2 separate regions of the Sus scrofa genome follow, and region 1 is linked to region 2. The links are chromatin contacts, called in public HiChIP or PLAC-seq maps. All regions are on one chromosome and are shown on one strand. Each heading gives the region's core, a stretch centred on a gene start, on an enhancer-like site or on the middle of the called end of the contact. The rest is flanking DNA. Distances are from core to core; before and after follow the strand shown.

What was found. HiChIP or PLAC-seq counts read pairs in DNA pulled down with a chosen protein or histone mark.
Region 1: an H3K27ac HiChIP or PLAC-seq map of skeletal muscle shows a contact between it and region 2. The contact joins the promoter of CSF3 here to the promoter of THRA in region 2. A contact is called at or near these places in 2 of 2 datasets of contacts at active chromatin or transcription factors (alveolar macrophages and skeletal muscle).

What each region holds. Positions count from the first base shown.
Region 1 is chr12:22,331,213-22,338,194 of Sscrofa11.1, reverse strand. It overlaps CSF3 (colony stimulating factor 3 (granulocyte)), which reads left to right and starts at 2,246. Exons shown (of 5, transcript NM_213842.1): 1 at 2,246-2,397; 2 at 2,523-2,677; 3 at 3,058-3,165; 4 at 3,252-3,398; 5 at 3,749-4,266. The coding sequence starts at 2,385. The coding sequence ends at 3,913. MED24 (mediator of RNA polymerase II transcription subunit 24) reads right to left here. Exons shown (of 28, transcript XM_021067025.1): 27 at 6,617-6,765; 28 at 5,992-6,529. The coding sequence ends at 6,413.
Region 2 is chr12:22,283,536-22,290,109 of Sscrofa11.1, reverse strand. It overlaps THRA (thyroid hormone receptor, alpha), which reads left to right and starts at 4,950. Exons shown (of 8, transcript NM_214190.1): 1 at 4,950-5,138. The coding sequence starts at 5,086.

The DNA.
Region 1 (6,982 bases), core at 997-3,496, 51 kb before region 2:
CTAGAAAAGACAAAAAAAAAAAAGTTGCAGCGTAGACCTGGCATGGTCGTGGGTTACTAGATTCAGTGGTTAAGAGCTTAAGACTCAGTGTTCTTGATGTGGCTCAGTCAGTGGGTTAAGGACCCAACATTGTCTTTGTGAGGATGTGGGTTCGATCCCTGGCTTCACTCAGGGGTTAAGGATCTGGCATTGCTGCGAGCTACAGAGTAGTTGACAGATGCGGCTTGGAGCCACTGTTCCCGTGGCTGTGGTGTAGGCTGAGAACTGCAGCTCTGATCTGACCCAGAGTTGAAGACAAGGCAGACCGTGGCTCTGCTATTTGGGCAAGTTGCTTAACCTCCCCAAGGTCAGGTTCGTCTTCTATAAAAGCAGAAATGGGGGAGTTCCCTGATGGCCTAGAGGGTTAAAGATCAGCGTTGTCAGGAGTTCCTGCTGTAGCTCAGTGGAAACAAATCCAACTAGTATCCATGAGGATGAGGGTTCAATCCCTGGCCTTGTTCAGTGGATTAAGGATCCAGCGTTGCTGTGAGCTGTGGTGTAGGTCGCAGACACAGCTGGGATCCAGTGTTGCTGTGACTGGTGTAGGCCGGCAGCTACAGCTCTGATTCAGCCGCTAACCTTGGAACTTCCGTATGCCTCAGGTGCAGCCCCCAAAACAAACAAACAAAAAATCAGTGTTGTCACTGCTGTGGCTCAGATCGCTGCTGTAGTGGTGGGTTCGATCCCTGGTCCAGGAACTTCCCCATGGCACAGACATGGCCAAAAAAAGAGGGGGATGGCTCTGGTACCCTCCTCATAGGTTTTTTGAAAGGAGTGCATCTGCCAGTGTATAGAGTGTGCCTGATATAATGTCTGGAGCAGGGTTGTCCTCTGGAGGTTCTTGGGAGGGAGAGGAGGCCCCTCACGGTTCTGTTAAACCCGCCCCTATATTCCCATGGAGCTGGGCCCAGGGATGGGCTCAGTCGGGGCCTGGTAGCCAGTTGCCTAACCTAAGGTGTTGTTGGGGGCCAAGGCCACCCTGCAGGCCAGGGGACCAGAGGCAAGAAATGACTGGATTAGCCGGTGACGTCCCTTCCCGTTGTGGCCACCAGGGGGCCCCGTCTCCGCAGAGATGGCCTGGCCCAGTCAGACACACCCACTCCTCATCCAAAGGCTCACTGTTCTGGCACCTTGTAGGGTAAATTGGGACAGAAAGTGACAGCCTTGAGTGCAGTTGGTCAGACTTCCCCAGGTAGGCCCCATGGCCTGTGGAAAACTCTCAGGCGCCAGGCAGAGGTCCAGGTTATAACTCTGACTCTGCTGCCCATGACCTTGGGCAAGGCTCTGCCCTCACTGGCCCAGTTCACAGGGTTGGAACGAACTCCAAAGTCCCTTCCAGCGCTCACAGTGCATGGTTCTCCAGTTTGAAGCCAGGCACTTTCTTCTTTCTCACCCTTCTCTGCTCAGGACAGCACCCATACTCTGGCTGGCAGTGAACCTGGCCAGGGAAGCCCCATATCCCAGATCCTCAAGCCCCAAAGCACTAGGACATTGTCGGGGGAGGGGTAGTGCGGGGGGAGGAGGAGGAAGGGCAAGGTCAGGTGAACTAAGAGGCTCGAAGGGTCTTGCTTCATCAGGACAGTCATCCGGTTTCCTCCAGTCTCTGCCAGGATTCCGGGGGCTTAAAGGAATGAGTCATGGGGGGGATTGGGGAGTTCCCAGCTACCCAGTTCAGAACAGGAACCTGGGATGGTGCCTATCACAGTGTGGGCTGGGGACAGGAGGCAAGACCCCCATGTCCTTATCTCAGGCTCCAGCCCCTCCGAAGGGCACTCAGGGAGGCAGGTGCCTGGGAATTTGGGGGATAGAAACGGGAGCACCTAGCTTCTTCCTTCTCAGAGCTGGGGCTGAGGGAGCAGGTGGCTTGAGAATCCCAAGAGAGAGTGGCAAAGGGGGCTTCATGGGGACATGTGCCGGGGAGGGAGGGAGGCCTGCCTCTGCCCTGAGTTCTGACCTTACTCCAGCCCCCAAGGCCTCTATCACTGGCTCAGCTTTTGTTTAGCGGTTCAAACACCCTGGGGCAATGCAGGCCTGGGTGGGGCTAGGGGAGGAAGGGAGTCCGAGGGGGACCAGACGTCAAAGAAGAATCAGAGATTCCACAATTTCACAAAACTTTCGCAAACAGTTTTTTTTTTTTGTTTTGCCCCAACCGCCCTGCATTGTCCTGGACAACAAATTTGCATAAGTCTTGGGAAGTTATTACTAAGCCTTAGTCGCGGCACCAGGTAATTTCCTCCCAGGCCTCCATGGGCTTATGTATAAAGGCCCCCAGATCTGGTCCCTGACAGAACCCAGAACCTACAGACCCACCCAGACCCTCGGCTGAGCCTGCTGCCCAGAGCCCCATGAAGCTGATGGGTGAGTGTCCGGGGCCCTGGACGTGGGGAGGGGCAGAGGGGCAGAGGACTGGGGGTCCCTAGGATCCTGGAAAGGGACTCAGGTGGAGTGGACGGCACGTTCCCTGAGCCCCTGTCTGCTCCCAGCCCTGCAGCTGCTGCTCTGGCACATTGCACTCTGGATGGTGCCCGAAGCCGCCCCTCTCAGCCCTGCCAGCTCCCTGCCCCAGAGCTTCCTGCTCAAGTGCTTAGAGCAAGTGAGGAAAATCCAGGCTGATGGCGCCGAGCTGCAGGAGAGGCTGGTGAGTGAGGGAGGCCGGCAGCGGAGGGTCAGGGAGGGGACAGAGGTGCTGCAGGAGGGGGCACAGAGGAGAGGTTGGGGGAGAAGGAGGCGAAGGGACCCTTGGGAAAGAATGCCTCCAGATTGGGAGAGGAGAGACTGGGGGTAATGGACTGGCAAGGAGAGGTGGAGCCCTGGGCACTGGCACAGAGCTGGGGGCGGGGGAGAACTTCTTGGGGACAGTGCTGGGAGGGGCTGGCTGCGGAGTGGACGGAGGAAGGGGAGCAAGAAGCCTGGTGGGAGGTGGAAGGAGGAAAAGACCTCAGAGAGATGGGGGCGCTCGGAAGGGAGGACAGCCCAGCCCTGTCAGCCCCCCTCACTCGGCATCCTTCCCGCCCCCAGTGTGCCACCCACAAGCTGTGCCACCCCCAGGAGCTGGTGCTGCTCGGGCACTCTCTGGGCCTCCCCCAGGCTTCCCTGAGCAGCTGCTCCAGCCAGGCCCTGCAGCTGGTGAGTTCCGGAGGGGAGAAGGGAGGTGAGGGGGTAGGAAAGGTGATCTGGAAGGAACACCCCCTGACTCCTCCCCATCCCCCCAGACTGGCTGCCTGAACCAACTGCATGGCGGCCTCGTCCTCTACCAGGGCCTCCTGCAGGCCCTGGCGGGCATCTCCCCAGAGCTGGCCCCCGCCCTGGACATACTGCAGCTGGATGTCACCGACTTAGCCACCAACATCTGGCTGCAGGTGAGTCTCTCTGGGAGCAGCAAGCATTGGGGGCCTGGACCCAGATGGTCTTCAAAGGCCGTGCTGCCAGCCCGGGGATCCCGGGGTTCTTTAGGGCTGGGGCAGGAGCCTTGCAGGGCTGGGAGGGGCAGGGGGCGTTGGAGGTATGGAGCTACCAGCCCATCCCAGGACCCTCCCCCATTTCCCCTAGTTGGGGGTGTGAATCAGTTCACAGGACCTTGAAACAGTCCTGGGTTCTGGTCCTGGCTTCACCACTAACCCTGACCTTCCACGGCCCACCAGCCCTTCCTTCTCGCAGTGGTAATGCCCACTCGGCAGGGTCTGACGGCTGCTCTCATCTTCCCCCACAGATGGAAGACCTGAGGATGGCCCCGGCCTCGCTTCCCACCCAGGGCACCGTGCCGACCTTCACCTCGGCCTTCCAGCGCCGGGCAGGAGGGGTCCTGGTTGTCTCCCAGCTGCAGAGCTTCCTGGAGCTGGCGTACCGTGTCCTGCGCTACCTCGCCGAGCCCTGAGCAGAGCCCTCCCCTTCCAGTGTATTTATCTCTATTTAATATTTATGCCTATTTAAACCTCATATTTAAAGCCCGGGGGGGGGGGGACAGAAAGGAGTCCCAGTCTCCTGGGTCCTTCCCTTCTCCTCCAAGTTTCATTCTCCCGCCTGTAGCAGGGAGAAAAATGCCCATCTTCCCGTCCCCTGGACTGGGAGGTAGTTGGTAAATACCAAGTATTACATCCGGTGACTGCTCCCTGCCTGGCTCCGCGGTGGGCACTGAGTGAACCCCTACCCTAAGGGTGCCCACCTGGGGCCTTGGAAGCATTGGGAAGTCTCCCACGTGGGAGACAAGACAGCCCTGTTTAATATTTAAACAGCAGTGTTCCCCGACTGGGTCCTAGTACCCCTTCCTCTTGGCCCCTGCTGCCTCCCCGCGCCCCCTTCGCCCCCTTCGCGATGGGCTTCCTGGCAGAGGCAGCTGGAGCTGGGACGGACTGGGACACTTGACCCTGGGGAATCTCATTCTCCTTCTTAAGATTTTTTCTTTCTGAACGTTTTGACCCCTCGTGTGGGGAGCCCAGGCATCAGCGCCGCCTCTTGTTTTTCTGGACGCGCTATAGACACCATCAGGCTCATAACACCGCCCCACCCTGCCGGGGTCGGGATCCGGACTCCCTTTAGGGCCGGGCAGACGGTCATGGGTCATGTCTCTGCCTTGCTGGACGGGACTGGGACGGTGGGAGGGAAGAGCCGCCGAGGGGTGTGAGAGGGACGCTCGGCTGTTCACCTTCCGCCTCTGCCCCCACTTTCTCGCTGGAGCCAAACTTCACGATAATAAAGTGTTTGTCTCAGTAAATGTCCTTCCTCCTTCTTGAGTCCAGCTGGGGCCTGGCCAGGGGGTGCGGGCAGGAGCTGGATGGCGGGCGAGGCCGGGGCGGGGTGGGGGAAGAGGGGGTGCGGGGAGGCCGCCTGGGCAGTCATTCCACGGGCAGGTCTTCATTGCGCACCTACTGGGTGCAGAGGGGGTGCAGACACTGGGTGCGTGGCAGGGAACAGGCAGGCGTGGTCCCTGCCCTCATGCAGCCACAGCCTAGTGGGGAGGACAGAAGGCAGACGGGTCACCGGTACCAGGAGAGGAGAGAGTGGGGGCGGGGGCCAGGAGGGCCCGAGTCCAGACACAGATGGACGCTGGCCCGAAGCGGGGGAGGATTTGCCGTCTGCACGGGGCTTTGTCAGGCGACCACCTCTCATAAACCACCTCCCATCCACGCTCCTGGCTGCCCACAAAGATAAACTTGCGAGGGGCCTTTTGCGGATTAGGAAGCTGAGGTCAAAGTGACAGCGTGGGTCAGACCCCAAGTTCTAGGCTCTGCATGTCCCTCCCTTCGTCCAGCTCTGCCTCCCATCTGGCAGGGAGCCTGCCACCTTCCTGCCCTTCTCGGGCCTCATGGGCTGAAGAGGCCTGAGCCCCCATCCAGGGAGACCGGAGTGGCCGCTGCACAGCACAGGGTCCAGGCAAGGCTTTCTGTGCCTTCAGTGGGAGACGCACGTGTGCTTCCTGGGTGCCCCCACCAGACCCAGGAGACATCCAGACAACCCATGTGTCCCCAGACCCCCTCCCAAGATCTCCCCCATCCTCCACTTCCCTTCCCCACCTGGCTCCGCCGAGGCAGGGTCTGCAGCAGCTCAGGGTCCCCCCGCCCTGTTGGGGACATGCAGAGCAGGCAAGGAAGGGTTAAATAGGATTGCTGCCCTTGAGCCCCCCCGGTCCCCTTCTGGAGAGGGCAGATCAAACTCTGGGCCAGCCAGGCTCTGGGTGGGGCTGGGCCGGCCTGGGGCACATGTGAACAGGATGGCCTACCCCAGGCCGACCCCGGCACCACCGGGCCTCGTGCCAAAACCTCTCCCTTTTCGGAGTAAGTCTGGTTGCGCGGGTGGGGGCCGCAGGGCAGGTATGAGGAAGGGAGGCCGCTCCGGTCACCTCGCCCCGCCCCGACTGAGTGGACAAGCGCGGGACCGAGCCGGGCCTCCTCCGCACACCTCTCCTCCCTCCGCGACACGGGCTCCCGCCCCGTCGGACACAGCCACGGAGAGTCAGAGGGACCGATGAGGATCTTTATTTACAAAGTGAGCTGAGGTGAACACTCCTCACGTAAAAAAAGAAAAAAACACATATATACACACACAGCCTGCAGCTATCAAACTCCCCAGAGGTAGCGAACCTACTCCTGCGTGGGAGGCTGCGGGGGGCAGTGGGCACAGCGAGGCTGCTCTGAGCTGAGGAACCAGCTGCTCACATGCTGCTCACAGTGGGGAGAGGAAATTATGAAAGAAACTGGGAGCTGTCTTAGAGGTCAGAAGTCAGGAGCAGGGGAAAGATCTGGAAACTGACTGCGGGCTATTACGTCATGTGGATATGAGCAATGATGGCTCATCTCTCCACACGTTTCCTTCTAAGGCGCCCGAGGGAAGGGGCTGGGACCCTCGCCACCAGCCCCCTGCGGCCACTCTAAGCCCCTCAGAGGGCGGCAATGGCTTTGGCAGCCACCTGGCGGCCCAGGGGCAGGCTGAGGTCCGTGATGGCCAGAACCACCCTGGGGCTGGACATGGCCGACACCTTCACCAGCTCCGACACCTGCCAGACAGACAGACAGACGGAGGTCGGCGGGCTGCCGCTGGGTGGGCACGACGTCGGGGAGCAGGGAGCCCCGAGGGCACTCACGGTGGTGAAGGGCATGAACTGCAGGATGCTGCCGCGGCTGCCCTGCTCCAGGCAGTCCACACACTCCTCCATGAACCACTGCACGAACTGCGTGTGGGGGCCGGCGGTCCGCGAGCCCAGGATGGAGGAGATGAGCAGGAACAGGTTGGCTGTGCCGCAGGCGGCGGGGGGAGAGGAATTCCGTGAGCAGGGCCTGGGAGGAGCTCAGCGCCAGGGAAGGAAGAGACCGACGTGCTCAGGGCGGCCCCCAAAAAGGGGCGTTGAAAAGAAGGAGGAAAGCTGGGGGCGAGCCAGAGGGCGGGTGGGAAGGAGCCTGGGGGAGACAGGGGAGCAGCCACCGGGGGAGCTGAGGAGGGAGCGGAGGGA
Region 2 (6,574 bases), core at 3,701-6,200:
CGGGGACACGAAGTTCTGAGGGTTGGCAGGGAAGGGGTTGAGCTCTTGAGCATGGATGGGGACACAGCCATCGTCACTAGGCATGGGGCATGGAGGTGAGCCCTAGACTTGGGCACCCACCTTGACGCCTGACTGGAGCTGGCCTGGGGTGGGAAGAGGGACAGGAGAGCAGCAGGTGGGTGAGGTGGCGGGGGGGGGGGGGGGGCTGCTGGGAAGCACAATCTTTGATGTTCATACTGGGCATCTGGCCCAAGTCAAGGCTGCTGTTTATGTCTTTCTGCTTCTGACCTGCAGGGGTGAGTTTCCTGTTATATTCTTTTGGGGGGAGAGGATCCTTTTGTTTAAGTAACCAGTCTTTCCCCTTATATTCTGTCCTCCACCCCCATCTCCCATTCTCTAGCCTCCAAGACCCCACAATGGCCAGGAGATCAGACTTCAGGGTCACTGCCCTTAAGCTCCAGAATCCCATCTCCTGGGGGCCCAGCGAGAGCCCACCGAAGAGTGCTGCTTCCCACCCCTACGCTCCCTCCCGCCTGCCAAGCTGGTGCCTGCGTCTGTGTACTCCTCTGCCATCTCACACCTGCCAAGTAGAACCTTCCTTCCCTTCTTCACTCCTCCTCGCTCTCCTGGCACCAGGATAACAGCGAGTTGGGTGGGGCAGTCCCTGCTCAGCCCATACCTGAGAGTAGAACAACAGGGGATCTGGGAGAGGAGAAAGAGGCCCCAGCACTGGCAGACCTCAGCCCCTCGGTGTGGGGGCCTGCGTTGCTGCTGCTGCAGCCTCTACCCTCACCAGACTCTCAGGGGCTGTGGGTGCTTGTGGCTGCCCATGGGAGCCCACGTTGGCACAGGCGGCTGCGTCTGCACACAGATGCCTGTGTTTGCCTGTGCATGCCCGTGCGCGTGTGTTTGGGCTACAGGGGCCACCTGGGCCCCTTCACGTCACCCTTCTTGGCCCCCGTGGTGTGCACTCAGGGCATCGGGCATCAGTGCCAGATAATGGGGAGCAGGGGCGACATATCTTCCCCTACCCCAGCAGCAGGCCAAGGGGAAGGGGAGAGGGAGGTGTGAACCTCCCCACAGCACTATTAATAGCCCACATGCCAGGCCACCAAGAACCAGCTGTCACCGTGGAAACCATTTCTGCTCTCCCCTCCCCCCCAGCCTCCACGAGGTGGGACTTAGGCGGGGCATGAAGCAACCCCCACCCATCTTTCTTTGTTACCTTTCTCTCTTTGTCCCTCCTCCCCTTCCCTGTCCTCCTCTCTCCCTCACCCTTCTCTCCCTGCCCCATCCCCCTGCCGCCTCTCTTCCTCTCCCTCCACGCCATTGTCGTCCGTGGCTCTCCCCCCATCCCCCCGCCCATCTCTTTGTTCCTGCCCCTCCACATCTTTTCCTTCCTTCTTCCCCATCCTCCCTTTCACTCCTCTCCTCCTCCTCTTTCTCCCCTTTTCTCAGCCCCCCCCCTTATGTGTGTGTCTTTCCCCTCCTTGGTTGGCAAGGAGGAGGGCTGGGCTTTCCTTAGAGCTTTAAGGACAAAGTTCAGGGGCCCCGGAGAGGTGGGGCTGGAGCCGGGCGCTGTCACTCAGGAGAGTGGTGTGTGGAGAATTGGGGGCTAGATTCTGGGGGGGGGGATCAGGGGCAGAGAGTCCCCTCTGGGGGCGTCCCTGGGGTTGGCAGGACTGCGGAGTGGGCCAGTCCAGCAGCGGGGAACCTGGCACAGGGCCCGTGGATGCCGCAGTGGCCTCTTGTTTCTGTCCCCCCGTGGCAGAAGCACTTAAGCTTAATGAAATGCTTCCCCCTCCGTGGGCACCTTGCCCACACTGCCACCCGGCAGCTCTTATCTGACAAAGGAGTGGGTGGCTAGGCCAGCCGACAGGTGGGTCTTGCCGTGCGGCTGTCCAGCCCAGGCTTCGAACCCCAGAGCTCCACCCCCTCTGCCTCCTTGGGGGCTGCGCCTCTTCCTCGGCAGGGAGATGTGCCAGGCGGGAGCTTGGGGACTTGAATAAGACTCCAGGAGGAGGGGAAAGAGGCCACCGGCCCTTCGGGATGGGTATCCCTGCCCCGCCCCCTTTCGCTGCTAACCTTCTGCCCACAGCTAACCCCGGCTCCGGGCTGTGTGCCTCCCCATGTGCTGGGTCCTCTGCTCGCCCTGTCGCCTCAGAGGCCCAGGTATGTCCCCAGAGAGACAGCCAGGAGTCCCCAAGGAGTCCCCAAGGGTTCCAGCCTCTTGGTCGGTGCCAGGCGTGGATGCCTTAAGTGGCGAGGGCAGCACCTTGCCCTTCTGCCCACTACCCACTACCAGGGGCTCATCGGAGCCTGGGCGGCACTGAGAGACATCAGGCAACTTTCAGCCCAGCACAGAGGTGGGGCAGAGTGGGAGCCGCCCCCCCCACCCCCAGCAGGCACGTGCAAGCCCCTGGCAGCGCCCAGACACATTTGGAGTTAAGGCTGGGCCGGGGAGGGGGAAGGGAAAATAAACATGGTAGCTTAGGTTGGCACTGCCCCAGGTGTGCCCTGTAGCAACTGGCAGTGGCAGGAGGGAGGGGGGAGGGGGTCCTCCAGAGCTCTGGCCTGGAGCAGGAGCTGCCCAGGCCCTGCGGGGGGCCGCTGGTGTTCCCTGCCTGGCCCAGGCCCGCCAGCCACTGCTGACACCCATTCCCCACAGCCTGGCCCACTTCGCCTGCCCCCAGGGCCCGCTCCGCAGGGCTGCCCCTCTCAGCATGCCCACTCCTGTGCCTGCCTCCTCCCCTCCCCGGGGGCGCTGGGGCCTCAGGCTGGCGAGTGGATTTTTCCAGCTTCTGTAAACAAGTGGTGGCAGCATGCCAGGTGGGCAGGAGACAGGCGGGGGCAGCACCACAGCCAGGGTGTGCTAAGCACTGAGGCACAGCCTTGGGGCTGGGGGGAGACACCCAGACCCGAGGGGGAGAGAGAGAGAGACATTCAGATGCAGAAGGACCTGACCAAAGGCAGCCTCCCGGGGCAACAACGAAGAGCGAAGGGGAAACAGAGGCGACAGAAAATAGTCTTCTGTTGTCCAGCCCCACCCCCGCGACAGCCCCAGGGCCCCCCTACCCCTCACTGCTCTGGCCGAGAGCAGCCCGGCCCGGCCCCGGTGCCCAGGCCCTGGGCATCCCCACCCATTCTGTCTCCCCCACCTCCACCCCTCAGGGCTGGCTACGCCATTATAAATTTATAACAGGAATTTCTCCACAAGCCAAGAAAAACTTGACCTACTTTCTTGACGGCTCCCTGGGCTTAGGCTCCCCGCTCGCACACCCCCCCCCCACCAGTGTCTCCTGTCCGGCCCCCAGTGCCCGGTCCTGGTCGGTGCGAGGATCAAAGGCAGAATGGACCACGCTTCTGCACTCTTGCCGGGCTCCCCAGGCGGGGGGCTGGCCTGAGCGCAGAGGCCCTGTCCCGCTCCCGCTCCCGCCGGCCCTGCCCAATGGCCTGGCTTATCTCTCCTTTCCCCTCCCATCCTGGCTCCTTATCAGTTCCTGGGGGTGGGGCCTGGGGGCCCCCGGGGCAAGGTCTCTGGGGAAGCAGCCACAGGAGGGAGGTTGTGTGTGGGGAGCTGCGCCTCTTGGCCCCTCTCACGTGCCCACACCTGCCTGGGTGGGCAGTCACCGAGCCTCAGGTGTGTAGCCTAGGGTCAGAGGTGCAAACCTGGAGGGAATGGTCGGCCCAGGTGGGCGGTGCCCTGGACCCCAGCTGGCAGAACAAAGCTAGCATTGGCGGCAGGCTGTTTGCAAGCTGTGTGAACTTGAGTGAACGGGCAAGCTTTCCGAGGCTTCTTTTTCTCACCTGCGAAGTTCTGATGCCCACCTGGGTGGACATATACTCTCTATTCCCTTAATGCCTGTTGGTTTCCTCTCGCCCTCCCTGTCCATCCCAGTGGGTGGCAGCTCAGCTAAACCAACTGGGAAGTCTGGTCCTCAGACTGGGAAGTGTGACTTGGGACCTTGTATGGGAAGCTCCTTGGGGGGCCGGGGTTGGAGAGGCCTAAGTCGGCCAGCAGCAGGGGAGGTCGGCTGGCTGCTCTTTTCAGCATCCCTCTCCATTGAGGCCCTCAGGTGGGCGCTCACACTTCCTTCACCGGGACCCCCCCCATGCCTGGGCTGAATGAAAGCTGCTCATCTCTGGTCACTTCTTCTTCTTCTTTTTTTTTTTAAGGGCCACACTCTCAGCACATGGAGGTTCCCAGGCGAGGGGTCCAATCGGAGCTCCAGCTGCCGGCCTCCACCAGAGCCACGGCAACACGGGATCTGAGCCGCGTCTGCGACCTGCACCACAGCTCACGGCAACACCGGGTCCTTAACCCACTGAGTGAGGCCAGGGATCGAACCCGCCTCCTCATGGATCCCAGCCGGGATCGTTAACTGCTGAGCCACGGAGGGAACTCCATCTCTGGTCACTTCTTTCCCTGTGATACTAACGACACCTTGGCTGAGGGGTGGTAACAAGGGCTGATGTGTAATAGACGCGTATGAAGGGGCCAGGCCCTTGCTTGACTGTGAGGCTTGAGACGTGCTACGTGGATTACCTCATTCTTTCCCTCCATCCCTTTCCATGTCTGGGGACCGGGATGTGAATCTCCAGCCTTGCCTGCTGTCTGTCGAGCCGAAGGGCTTCCCGGTCCTCTCCCGATGCCTGCCCTCCCTCCATGCCTACCACCATCTCGTGATAAGCCCCAAGAGCCCAAAATGTTGGCGCCGAAGGAATCCTATTCACCTCCTCCCACCACGGCGCCGCCTTATCCCTGCCTCTCTCCTCTCTCTGCAGGGACCTCCGGACAGGACAAGATTCCGAAGCTACTCCCCCAGCCCAGGACCCCCCCCACAGACTCAGCTTGCCCCCCAGCCCTACCACCTGCCACTCCCTGGCCCCCTTCTCACCGCCCGCTCCCCCCTTGGGGTGCAGGGCATGGTGTGAAAGGCCAAGTGCTGAGGCGGGCACCATGGGTGCTGTGCCCTAGGGCCTGGGTGGCGGGGGGTGGGTGGCCTGTGGGTGTGCCGGGGGGGCCAGTGTGCCCACCCCAGTCTCTTGGCGTGCTGGAGGGCATCCTGGATGGAATTGAAGTGAATGGAACAGAAGCCAAGCAAGGTGGAGTGTGGGTCAGACCCAGAGGAGAACAGGTAATGGGTCCGGCAACTAGGTGTCGTGCAGCAGTCGCTGGGCTGGGCCAGAGAGCACTGAGCTTGGGCCTTTTAGCACCCCTGGGGGGATGGGCCTGAGGCCGGCAAGCCTGCTGCCTACCTTTGCCCAGGAGATGAGGTCATGTTCCCATGTGGCTGGGAATTAGGCACCTGGAGGGAGAGATGCCCGTTTTGAAAGGGGGAGGGCGTGCAGCACAGAGTAATTACAGGCAGCAGGCATGCGGCCCCTCCCTTGTCAGTGCTCGGAGTCTCCAATGCCCCCCAGCTTCCCCTCAGCCACCCTCACCTGAGCATGTGGAATCCAAACAGCCTGGCCATTTTCCTCCTCTCCCTCCCAGCCTCTTCACGTCTGACCACTAGTGTGAGGTCCAGAAGCCATGGTGCGTGTGACATGGCATTTCAGGGCACCATGCACCAGTAACTGTTGATCACAACTCACGCTTATATTTGGAACATATTGGGAGCCTCACAAGCTCTTCCTTGTTCATGGGCAAGGGCGGGCAATGCCATGGGGCTCCTCCCAGGAAGTGGAAGTGAATGCCAGCTCTGAAGATTTGCTCCCACGTGGAGGAAGCATCAGCCCTGCACACACAGCTGGGGATGGGTTCCCTATGATCCGCATTGCGCTTCGGGCGTCCAGAGGGTCTCTGCCTCTCCCATCAGTTCCAAGTGGCACAGAGCTCGGTCTCAGTTGGCGTGGTGCCTTGGGAGCTGGGTACAGCCTGTGCCTATGGCCAGGGAGAGGGTGGGGGAGGGGTGCTCTGGGGAGCAGTGTGGCCGTTGCCTAGGAGACCAGATCCTGAGCCAGGAGGCCGGAGGCCTGGCCAGGCAAAGCCCTGGGGCCCAAGATTGGGTCCCTGGAGGGGTGGAGGAAGTGGATGGGGCTGGCAGTTGGGTAGGGCAATGGGGGTATCCCCCCCTCCCCAAGCCTCACCCCAGGGGGGCTCTGAAAAAAGATTTGGCCTGTCATCGTGAAGCTGTCACTTGCAGCCCCTGTTCTTTCCCGCCCACACTTCCATGGGTCTGGGAGGGTCGGCTCCTAATTCAGAGAAAGGCGGGAATGCTTAGTTCCTGTCCCCCAGGACTGCAGCCCCTCCCCGTCAGCCTCCCCTCCCCCATGTCCCCGCGCCACCTTGTGGCTGTCTCTGGGACTGCACCCAGAGGCTTTGCGTCTAGCTAATTGCTAAAGACCCGCAGCTCAACTGGGCTGGGGGAGGTCCCCTACACCCACCCCCCTCCGGAGGCAGGAGGGGGAGATGTGATTCTCCAACCGGTGTAGAAACCAGACCGGGTAATCCCCAGGGGATGTAGAGCACAGAGCTCCCTGTGACTGTGACCCTGGCCAAGGTCACTGTGTCAGTGTGCTGGGAGCTGCATCAGGCTGGGGAGTCGGGGGTAGGGCCCTGCAACATGCC